Linked DNA regions of Drosophila melanogaster: region 2 is linked to region 1. Evidence: chromatin contacts called from public Hi-C data. All regions are on one chromosome and are shown on one strand. The core of a region is the stretch at or near the end of the contact, and the rest is flanking DNA. Distances in the headings are between cores, read along the strand shown.

Evidence for each region. Hi-C and Micro-C count contacts between places; a contact is called where the count stands out from the background.
Region 2: a Hi-C map of the Kc167 cell line shows a contact between it and region 1, with 4 times the contacts expected there. A contact is called at or near these places in 35 of 107 Hi-C or Micro-C datasets (the Clone 8 cell line, the D17-c3 cell line, the Kc167 cell line and 18 more) and 3 of 7 datasets of targeted methods (the Kc167 cell line and the S2 cell line).

Annotation. Positions count from the first base shown.
Region 1 is chr2L:8,480,137-8,486,082 of dm6, forward strand. It overlaps CG43796, which reads left to right and starts at 2,238. Exons shown (of 1, transcript NM_001273325.1): 1 at 2,238-2,869. The coding sequence starts at 2,342. The coding sequence ends at 2,725. It overlaps dachs (dachs,), which reads left to right. Exons shown (of 9, transcript NM_001201801.2): 4 at 2,994-3,280; 5 at 3,430-4,017; 6 at 4,674-5,378; 7 at 5,886-5,946. It overlaps tRNA:Asp-GTC-1-2 (transfer RNA:Aspartic acid-GTC 1-2), which reads left to right and starts at 1,641; the gene lies at 1,641-1,712. It overlaps tRNA:Asp-GTC-1-3 (transfer RNA:Aspartic acid-GTC 1-3), which reads right to left and starts at 2,019; the gene lies at 1,948-2,019. It also overlaps lncRNA:CR43604.
Region 2 is chr2L:8,538,022-8,544,285 of dm6, forward strand. Sema1a (Semaphorin 1a) reads left to right here and starts at 4,126. Exons shown (of 22, transcript NM_135399.5): 1 at 4,126-4,191. CG17834 reads left to right here. Exons shown (of 6, transcript NM_164827.2): 6 at 2,437-3,418. The coding sequence ends at 3,215. tRNA:Asp-GTC-1-4 (transfer RNA:Aspartic acid-GTC 1-4) reads right to left here and starts at 3,602; the gene lies at 3,531-3,602. tRNA:Asp-GTC-1-5 (transfer RNA:Aspartic acid-GTC 1-5) reads left to right here and starts at 3,740; the gene lies at 3,740-3,811.

The DNA.
Region 1 (5,946 bases), core at 988-3,487:
CCAATGACATGTCCGACTGAAACATAAGCTTAACTTTATATTAAACTTAATGGTCAAGCCATTTGCTTGATTTCTTTTCTGGACTATCTGTCTAGAGTGTCAGTTGATTGGTTCTCGACTTACTTGTCTTTACCATCTTGGGCTGCCTGTTTGAGTTTTTCAATCAACCTCCATGAACATTCGCAGTCGATCGCATTCATATTCATAATCATCGGCAATAACTACAAACCGAATCCGCTTATATGGATACCTGGTTGTATGGGTGTCGCTTGCCTCTCGACTTGCAACATTTCATTTGAGCGACGCGACTGTTCTTCCACACCAACCTTCTCCATTCCCAAGCCCCTGGGCCCACTAAGAGCAGATAACTTGTGCTCGGCTACCAGTTTGGGCCAACTTGGTTACTCAGCTTCCACGAAATTTTGTCGCCCGCTCCATAAAAAAAAAACCCTGAGAACTGAAGCGTAGAGGAAAAGCCAATAAAGCTAATTGCTAAATACATTAATTTCAGTACATTAGTCTAGTTGGTGAAATTATCACCGATTAATTGATTGGAACAGAGACTCGAAATTGTTCGTTTGACTTCGATGTCAGACTTTTCTGTACCTTTTTCTGTGGCTTTTGTCTTATTTCTTGAGTGCAACTTTGGGCCACAGAAAGCACTAAAAAAAACAACAACATCAAAACTGGTTTCCTCTGTCTGAGCTCAAGTCATCAATGATATTGTTTTTTGTATATTGTCGACTCTGATTTTGTTATAAGCCTTCCAGCTTGCCTCTCTGTTTTGGCTCACCGACACATGGGTCGAAGGTATATACCTTTGGTAGTAGTACTCTGCATCCAAGCTTTTCTCCGTTTTTCATTAGCTAATTAATTTGATTTCCCGCTGAAGGCTGTAAAAAATAGTAGACAAGTTTCTGAAACGCATAAGCTTAATAAAATCTTGTTAGCTTGTCAGCGTTTTTCGTGGTGTTGGCTTGTAACAATGACCTCTCGGCCCTGTTTTGAAAGTCTTCATAAATCAGTTGGCATTATTAGCTGTTCGTCGAGTCTGCCCATTGATCTTCTATTCTGGATGTACACACGTCTTTGAAATTTTGTAGTCACCTGCCGCCAATTTGTGTTTCATCTTAGCGCTTTCGGTGTCTCTATTTTTCGTTAACTCCGGCGAAATTAGTTCATTAACATTTTATGTAAATGCTCACCATCTATATCTATTAAAATGACTTTTTCTGCTCCTCTGGCACAAGCCTACCAAAGCGATTCGCGTGCACAAAAGTCTGTTGGCCCGGGCGAAATTAATCGATGTGAATTGATTTTCGTTGTATTGAGTTGTTAATTAGAACTAATTAAATTCCTTTTCGCCATAATGAAGATTTCCATATGGTCTGCTGATTATATGTTTTTAATAGAGAGCCAAAGGCTTAATGCATGTAACTGCAATAAAGGTGTATTTATTCAAGCAATAGCTTAACCAAAAGATTAAGACACCTGTCTTTATTATTTACTTTATTTATAGTACTTTCAATGTGTACCAAAAATCTATTTAAACCAACATCTATTTTAGCAATAATTTAATCTACCGGGATTCAAGTGAAGCACAGATTTAGAATAGAACTATTGGCAGGCGAAATTCAACGTCCTCGATAGTATAGTGGTTAGTATCCCCGCCTGTCACGCGGGAGACCGGGGTTCAATTCCCCGTCGGGGAGACGATTGTCAATACTTTTTTTTTATTAAAATCTTATTTAAAGAAAAGCACATCCCTAAAACATGTTACAATTTTTGGAACTTTTGTAAAACAAAAAGATGGATATAAAAATATAATTTCAATGATCATATTGCCAAGTTTATGCATTATCTTTCTTTATATAAATTTGCAAGAAAAATATTCACTTATTCTCTTGTAATTACATATATGAGCTAAAAAGAAAGGAAATATCCCATCTCCCCGACGGGGAATTGAACCCCGGTCTCCCGCGTGACAGGCGGGGATACTAACCACTATACTATCGAGGATGTTGCGCGCCGATTGCCAATAGTTCTATTTCAGATTCTTCGGTGCTCTCAGTGCAAATTATTGTGCTAAGAATTCAAGGAAACATAAATAACCTATTTTTGGAAAATTTCTTAAATAGCCCAACTTATCAAAACCACCCAAATATTTGAAGGTGTCTTTATTTGAACCTTCTAATTTATCACACTTTCCGTGAATTACCAGTCATTGGCTGCACTCTTTGACAGACAATTCATTAGGTTTCAAGAGCTTTCTTTTTCTTTGTTGACTTTCATATACATAAACTTGTTAAATATGAGAAAGGAACCAATTCCTGAAGTAGACATGAGGATGGTGGCCAAAAACGCGGAGGTTCATCGACGAGGCATTTTGGGTTTTGCTCCCCGGATCGGATTGGTCAATGTTGACTACGACGATCTGGACAGGATTGACAACTTCTATTTGGAGACCCAGAGGTATCGGGACTATTACCGCGATCCGCACAACATTCTGCACAAGCCGGAGCGTTTTCGGCAACATCAGGGAAAATGCTCAATTAAACTGGACACCAGTGTCCAGAACTTGACCAGGCCGATCCGTTGGGTCAAAGAGAAAATGCCTGTGCTCTATCCTCCTTCAAGGGACACTGCGATGATGTTGGGCACACCGATATCATCTAGGATCATAGGCCAATACAACAAGTCGACTTGCGCATCTTTTCTTCATTAGACAAATTGAATTTTAAGCGGCGGCAGGCGAACTGAGATTCCTTGCGAAGTCTTTATTTCCAATTAAGTTGAATGCACTTAGTGGTCCGAAAGGCGCACGCAGATCATCTCAGTTCATCTGTCCACCGAAGGCAGAGCTCGGAATAAAATCAAAAGTATTAATTGTCTATTAAAAAAAAATTTTGAATGATAAACAAGACTATTTCACTTTTCGTCGGTGTTGTAACCAACAATGTAATAAAACAATAACTTTATCCGCTTTTCTTCAGATGCATCTTCATCCAACGAGGCAGTTCATCTGCAGCAGCGGCTCAAAAGCCTGAGCACCGAATTGGTGACTCTGCGAAACCGCCTGCATGTGGGTCATGGACCGGGTCAGGGTCAGAGCCAGGGAAATGGCGCGCAGCCCGTCGCCCCAGCTCCCAATGCGGGTCCCAAGGCCAACAACTTTGACCTAAACGCATCCAGTCCGAATCTCAATCTGAGTTCCAGCGGCGCAGGACTTTCAGCCAGTGCAGTTCAGCAACACACCAATGGACATCACACGACATCGAAGGTAAGTTATGGTATTTAAACATATTCTAAAACTAGGACCCTACTCTAGTATATACAAATCTTAAATCGAACTGTAAGAGCAACAAGCTTGTCCACATTCGATTTCCTTTGATAAAGATGTTTATTTCTCTTCACTCCTCACTCTTATAGAATCACAGCTTCAGCCACACATTGCCCGCAAACTCGGGCTCTGGTGGAGGAGGAGGCGCTGGAGGAGGCGCCGTTGTGTCGGCGAGGAACACGTCGATTCCACATCCACTTCCGCATCAGTTGGCCGAGAAGCCGGGCCTGTCGCATCAGCAGAGTGGCAGCGGACATGGTCAGTCCACCGGGACACTGCCACATATGAGCGGCATGGGAAGTATCCTGGGGCAAAATTCCCATTCCCATGCACCGGTCAACAACAACAGCAACAACTCCAACACGCTGCCCATGCGCACCTCCAACTCCGGACACCTGGGCATCAATGGCGGAGGCGTTGGCCACCATCTCAGCCACGCCCACAGCCAGCAATTGCCATTCATCCCGCAGTCGAAGCACACGAATCCCTGCCAGAGTGTGAAGACTCTGCCCTTTGGATTCGGATTCTCCGAAAGTCAGCAGAAGATGCAACAGCAGCAGCAACAGGGCAACTCCTCGCCCAAGGACATGCAGGATCTGATCCACTTGTCGGGACCGCTCACCGAACATGCCGTGATGCGAACGCTCCAGGCCCGATTCAACGAGCGGCGGTACTTTGTGAGTATTAGCGGGATCCGCCTTGGCGAATCACTTGTGTCCACATAGAGGAACATAAACCATTTGAAACCGGTCCCGGAGAGACGGGTCTACAGCAATTATTCTGATAGTTTGTCATTAAAACCCAACTCCGTTTGCACTCAGCCTCAGATTAACTGCTAATTTCGACAATTACTTGGCGGAAGGCCGAGGAAGTCGATATGATCTAGTCGAGGGGAATAGTTTGACAGCCGGTGTGGCGGATGAGGTGTGAGCATATGAACAGACCAGTTGGGTCTTGGATCGGGTTTTGCACATTTGCTGGTAGTGTTTACTCAATTTAATGGGATGGAGATTGTTAGTTTTTAGCCCCGCTCTTTCTTTATCCAAGCATATCTCAGAAGTTATAAAAAAGTGATTTAAACCTAATTTGATTATGTAAAATAAGCAGTTGTAGGGCATTTAATACCATTTTTTACAGAAAGGTTCTATAAGCAATTAGATTCCAAACCAAGATTTTTTAGTTTTAAGACGTCCAAATATCCTGCGAAGTGGCTTGCTGACCCCATTGTTCACTCATTTATACATGTTTCCTCGAATTTATCAAATGACTTCGAAGCATTTGACTCACCCGGTTAATTAATGTACTATCATTTATCTTGCGCGCGGTGTTTCAGACGAACGTGGGTCCAATCTTGCTCTCCATCAATCCGTACCTGGACGTGGGCAACCCGCTGACCCTCACCTCCACCCGCGCCATGCCGCTGGCCCCGCAGCTGCAGAAGATCGTCCAGGAGGCAGTGCGTCAGCAGAGCGAGACGGGCTATCCGCAGGCCATCATTCTCTCGGGAACATCGGGCGCTGGAAAGACGGCCAATGCGATGCTGATGCTGCGCCAGCTCTTCGCCATCGCCGGCGGAGGTCCAGAGACTGATGCCTTCAAGCACCTGGCAGCTGCATTCACAGTACTTCGATCCCTGGGATCCGCCAAAACTACGACCAACTCGGAGTCCAGTCGCATTGGCCAGTTCATCGAGGTGCAGGTCACGGATGGGGCACTCTACCGCACCAAGATACACTGCTACTTCCTGGACCAGACTCGCGTCATTCGTCCACTGCCGAAGGAGAAGAACTATCACATCTTCTATCAATTACTGGCTGGTCTCAGCCGGGAGGAGCGCCAGAAGCTACACCTGGATGGCTACTCGCCGGCCAATCTGCGCTACCTGCGAGGTGACATTGGCCAGAATGAGCAGGAGGATGCGGCGCGCTTTCAGGCATGGAAGACCTGCCTCGGCATCCTGGGCATCCCATTCCTGGACGTCGTTCGTGTCCTGGCCGCCGTTTTGCTGCTGGGAAATGTTCAGTTTATTGATGGAGGGGTAAGTTAAAGCAGATTATTAGGTTTAGCCTGGAGGGAAATATTTTCATTTTTTTCATTAAATGTAGTTTATACATATTGTTTATAAATTAGTTAAAATTTGGTGTGCTAGTTACAAAACTGATACCAAAGCGCCTGCAGAGCCACTTACAATACTTCACCGCCATCTAGCGGAAATTTTTAGTTCTACTTTAGTTTATTATTAGACTCTTCATATACTGATGCTTCATTGGTGTGATGGTCAGAGTGCTGGCTTTCGAATCCGTTCGCGCGAGTTCGAATCCAACTCTGGCATTCATAAATAGAATGCAAAATTTCTTGCGCTGATGCCATATTCCATACGTCACAAAAATGGAGGTAATTTACGACTGATAAGCCGTGATCGACAAAACAATCTGAGCGAGAAATATTTTTGTATTATTTTATGATCTAACTACGATGTTATTAACTTCTAAGAATATCAATGTTCTAAAAACGTTACCTAATTATCGTTTTTTGTACATTACAGGGTCTCGAGGTGGATGTGAAGGGTGAAACGGAGCTGAACTCTGTGGCCAGTCTACTTGGCG
Region 2 (6,264 bases), core at 2,876-5,375, 60 kb after region 1:
TTACGTAAAAGTTCTGATTAATACAACATCGTCGTGCCTTTAAATCGCGCCTACCATCATTTTAGCAAATTGTTTTGTGCACTTTGAACAATTGCTTTGTTTGTCAAGTTGGCATTACTCAACAGCTTTTACTAATTGCATGGGACTGGGATCGCTTAGTCAAACATATTCACATTCTAAGCGTTCAGTTTTTCGATAGATTTCTCAGAAGTGGTTGAAATGATTTCACTGAGAATCTACGAAAATCAAATAAAGTCTTGGCTTATTAAAAAGGGAATCTAAAAAATGCATAAGCAATATATGAACAAATTTCGAAGACGATATGAAAAGCAAATTTCACATTTGCTCAAACAATTATTACAAATTTTTGCAATCCAAATTTTTCCGCAGGCTTGACTCACAATCCATTAACCCCATTTGGCTTAAAAAAAAAAGAAATTCATTCATTCGAAGTTCGAACCTCCAAACGAGGAAGAGCGGAAAAGAACAAATCTGGATCCGAGTCCAAATTTAATTAACAATTTTATTTCTCAATGACGCAGACAGCACCTTAAGGTACTGGTTTCATCTGGAGTTATATATAAAAAAAAGAAACATATTTTGCGGCACGTCACACATTTGTTATCACAATTGGAAGCAGAGATAAAACCATTGGCAATTGGAGATGATTTAATGGGCTATTAGGCCTGCGCCACTGATTTATCGCAATATTCGCAAATGGTTAATCACAGCGACCGACTTATGCCACCAAGCCCATTCCATCAGCAAAACGAACCAAACGTAATTAGTCAAATATTCGATTTTCTTATCGAGACCATATAAAAGAGTGTTAACAGCAAATAAACACCCATGCAATATGAATATTTCTGCCCATTTATGTATTTTGTCAAAAATACACGTATAGGTAATTTTTTTTATAGATAAGAAACTCGAGCTGGTAATCAGTTTTTGCATGCTAACAATCGATTCCTCCTTAGCTGATAAAAATAAAGAAATCGTCAAATTTGTAGAACTTTAGAGCTGTCATTTCATTCTATAGAACACATTTAAAAACTCCAAGCAAAAATGATAACATATAGATATCATCTTCACTTGTTTTAGGTTAATTGAAAAATAATCAATACATCAGTATATCTATAGAAAATAAATTCCGTCTTCATATTATGCATGTTAAATATACAATTATATATTGATCTTTTCAATTAAAAATATTTAAACAGCAGGTGTTGTATGTATCGATATTTAACAAATCGCGTTTAATTGATTGTATGTTCGAATAATCTCAGGTTTCATTTCGAAATAAAACGAAACAATAACAGCGATCAGTAAACAATAAATAGCCCAGTTTCAGTTGTCAATTAAGTTTTATGCACGGTACTATTTTCATTTTTATTTATACTTGTAAATTATATTGTTATACATACGTGTGTATGAGATATCTTAATTACATTCACGTAGTCATCACGTTCTCTTGCTAATGTCGGATGACTTTTCCGATTCGCCAGTCAATGGCTCCTATACAGTTTATAGCTGTTTTGTTTTAAGTATTTCCACATCTACATCATATTATTTCGTCAGAACCCTATACCTTATACCTTATAAAGCTGACGTTTATTGTCGGGGGTCTTGACGATACTTAAATCATACGTCATATTGTATTGTTTAACACATTTTGCTTTCTCAAAACAAAATCTAAGTAGTTACCGATTAAGAATTATTAGGCAGTAAATTAAATGATTTCATAAGTATCTATACATATTTTTACATAACAGAATTAGTATAATCTTTAACTGCAGCTAAATTTTATCCTACTTTTAAGTTTCATTTCACAAATAAACTATCAAAGCGACTTTACTAAGTATGTACATATTTGAAAATGACTTGCCTTGAAAGCGCAATGTTGTTATCCAAATAAAGAAACAAAATTTTATTGCAATTATATACTAAAATATTGACTGAATCAGAATGAATACTATAAAAAATAATACTGATAAGGTACGACTCATTTGATGCTTAAATGCATCTTACCCAATTGCTTGGGTATTTGTTGTCAAATGAAATTAAATTTATAAATCTTAAGAGTACAGAAATATTAAGTCAAAAGAAGGCAAGACTAATAATCTATTAAATTTACTATAAAACTTAACTAGTAAGTTCCGCCTCTAAAATTTCCATTTTAGCCAAAGTCGAGGGCTAGTTATTATCTGCACATATCTTTCCTATCTGCCATGAACTCAACCGTTATCTTGTTTGCCAACCTTTTATGCGTCTTACAATGGCATCTACTTTTCCAACTCTTCCAAAGATAATATTGTCCTCTCTGGCAGCTGGCTAATTAGGGTACAATGAAATCAGGACAATATCTCTAAATAATATGGGTTTAGTTACTTGCAAATGCAGAACACTTTTTAAACGGAGTATATCTTCTTTTTGCAGGAGATGCCACTGATGCGAGAACAGGATCGACCGAGAAGCGAATCACCTTCACCCTGGCTCCCAGTTCGGCCGAATGCTCGCCGTCGGGTAGCCAAACGACACTTACTCCCAAAAAGTTCGAGGCCATTGCCGAGGAGGAGAAGGAGGACGACAAGGCCGATGAGGAGGAGGAGATCATGGAGGAGGTGGTGCTGCGACCTCGCCTCATCGACCGGCATCCTCATCTGCTGGCCAACCCCAGTGGACTGACGACCACGCCCAAACGGATCCTGCGATCCGCCAAGAGCGTTCCGCACATGAATGTCCGTTCGTCGGCCAGTGAGACGGATATATTCTCCATTAGCGGTACGATGACCGGAAGCAGTCAGATCAGCATGACGCCGGAGGTGCCATCGATATCGTTCAGTAATCTGCCTAAGAACTACGAGGACACGCCCACTATTGAGAAGTACCGGGTATCGCAGAGTCTCTATTCCATTCAAACGGCGAATGCTGCTCGGGCCACACAGGATGATTACTCCATGCCGCGCTACTTCCGTCGATCTGCCATGCTATTGACCCAGAGCTCTGAGGTGCTGCCCGGCGCCAGTTCACTGGCCTCCATGTCGCCATCGATGGCCTCGTCCTCTGCCTCGCCCGGGTCCTCCAAGGACGAACTGCGACGGCCAGAGAAGGAGAAGAGCAAACGACTCCAGATGCTGCGTGGCAATCTACCGCCCTTACTTATTCATTCCGTGTCCTTCAAACGAAATCGCGACGAGGGCAAGCAGGTTGACTAGTCGCACTGCAGATATACATATTTATTTGTTAATCACTTTGTCCATGTTTTTAATGTTTTAAATTTATTAGCCTTTAGTACCTGCTTATGCGTTTTCTGTATTATCTTCTAAGCAATGACCTTGTCCAAACAATTCCTCAGTATTCAGATGTACTTCATTTTGAATTAATGATTGATATTACAAAATAAATTGTATTTTACCACAAAAAACAGCGATTAAAGATCCTACTTAATAAATCTTTATAAAAATCTAAACGATATCTATTTGTACCATTTTAAAAGAAATAAATGCGAGCTTGAAAAAAAATGCACTTATCTCCCCGACGGGGAATTGAACCCCGGTCTCCCGCGTGACAGGCGGGGATACTAACCACTATACTATCGAGGATGTTATACAAAGTGAGTCAAACTCGGGTTTTCCGTTTGCGGAGTGTGAATGCTTGTTTCAATTTCATCTGTTCCCCATTTGTACTCTGAAGACAGTGTGCAAGCTCGAGACGGTTGTTTGACAGTGGGTAGACAACATCCTCGATAGTATAGTGGTTAGTATCCCCGCCTGTCACGCGGGAGACCGGGGTTCAATTCCCCGTCGGGGAGAGATGTAAAAATTACTTTTTGTTGATTGTTTTAATTTATTAATTTAATTTTTTAATTTTTTAATTTCAAAATTTAAGTAATGCAATACATGTTTCAGACCAACAAATTAAAATAAAAAATTGCACCATATAGCTTAAAAAAACGTCAAACATGTATATTTAATTAGGTCATCCTGGAAGTGATATATAATGAAACACATTTCAACGGGTATATAAGTTTTGTTAAGGGGTAACTGTAAGCCGGACCCATTTAGCTTACCACCCAATATGGTAGCACTGGCTGTAGAAATTCCCAATGGCAACGCTAGTCGACCAGTTTTCATTCGTATTGGCGTGTGTGTTGTTTGTACAACAAAACATTCTAGTTGTTTTATTTGCAAGGTGCTCATATAAAAACATAAACAATATATTTCGTAGAGTGCCCTAATAATTTATTAAGTTGTGAATTAAACAAATATGAATAAGAAGCGTGTCCAAGTGAATTGGTTAAATTGTAAATTATAAATAAAGCAATACATATAAACGGCCGGCAAAACAGAGAGCGCGTTTTAAGAGAGAACCTAATAGGAAAAGAGTGTAGAGCTGCCAGGTTTCAATTAGGTACCAGGTACCAAACGTATTTATTATTCGAGAAGAACTATTTTTGGTGACTAAATATGGTTTCTGATTATAGAAGTGTTCTCCTAATATATAATTTTTAAAAATTTTTTTCTACACGTGCCCTCAGATTGTTGATATTCAAAATTCGTACACAAACGCCCTTGACAGGCGCAGTCTCACCCGCGCCCACTGAGAGCGGAACGACGGAAATTTCAAACATTATTTCTATTTTCTATTTGAATTGAAACTATGTATTTTCCATAATTTTCAAAATATTCTTGATTTTTTTTGAATAACTAAATTAATTATTTTAAGTATCGCGAGGGAGAATAAGAGTTTAAAGCGGCCGATTATATTGAGGGGGAGTTTCAGTCAACGAAAAGGAAATAGTGAGAGGAGAGGGCTTATTGAAGAGAGCCTCTCATTTTAAAATTTCTCTTTAAGCGTGTTCCTTCTAAAGGACACAAGAAACTAATATGTTTATGAAATAAGAAACTTAACCGTGTATGTGTTTTCCAATTTTGCGTGAACAAATAAAAGAGCTCAAGCATTTTATCGTTTGAGTAATTTTAGATAAAAATTTATTAATATTTTTTAATGTTTTCAATTTGCCATAGACAACATTTTTTCCAATAAAATTCGGTAATATAAATAACATGGTGTTATGGCCTGCAATTTTTATATAAATTTTTAGTAGCACGCTCTTAGTTTAATATTTAGGTCAATAAAATAATTATCCTTATTGTTTTTTTTTTTAATTTGCATATTGTTTGTTGACCAGCTGTTAAGAGAAGAGAGGAGAGAGAAAAAGAGAACCGAAAAAGTGACCGTTCGCGACTTCGCAGTCAGCGCTGGAAAACGCACTAACGCGCGGAAAATGCCCTAGCGCCAGAGAAAGTGCCATTTGAGACTGAACTCTCTTTCGTGCGAGTTCCCTTTTCATTCGAAAATTTAACGCCCGCGCTGCTGCAGCGCGTTGTTGCTCCGGTTGGAAAATATCTGAAAACAGCATTAATAAATAAACAAAAATATTGGATAAATCGCCGGTAGAAACGCTGCATAAAACGAAATTTGGTTTCTTGTAAAATATTATTTTTCAAGATATTTTCTTGTTAATTTCCGGATATTCGACAAGGATATAAATGTTTCTTTCGCGTTGATAAACAAATTCCAGCACCGCTACCTTTGTGTCGCGCAATTGTGAAAAGTGATTTGTCCATTGTGTACATTAATTAATAAATTGGTAATTGCTCAATTTAGAAACATGTGCAATCGAGAGCTAGTGTGAGTGTTTGTGTGCAACAATAATAAAGCCGAAAATTGCCCAATTGCAATTGGCAATCACAACAAAATTGGAATATTATGGCACATTAGAAAAAGAAAATAACGAAAACTGTGTTTCCACCCAAAGTTTAGGCCGCAGCAGAGCGAATCCACAAAAATATACAATTTCGGCAATTTTTCCACATATTTTTCATTGATTTTTCGCCATCCTGCGGGTGTGAGCAAGAGGGCGAGAGAGTTGAAAGGAGAGCCAGGCTTTTGTATTCTGTTTTGGGTACGTTTTGGGAATGAAACGGTCCTGGCTCTCGCTAACCCACCCTCCCTCTCTCTTTGGGATTATCCTTTTTATATTTTGTTTATTTCTCTATTTTCCTGGCCACGTTTTGTGCACCATTCGTTTCGCTGCATTTCATTCTCGCGGCGTTTCAAATTGACTCAGAGAGAGTGAGAGTAAGAGTGGGAGAGAGCAGCACTCTCTTATTCTTCTTCCTCAAACTCACGCACCCCCCGCATAATGTTTTTCGACTCTGCCTTGTGCCCCCCATTCGCATCTCTCCGCAGCGCGTTGCC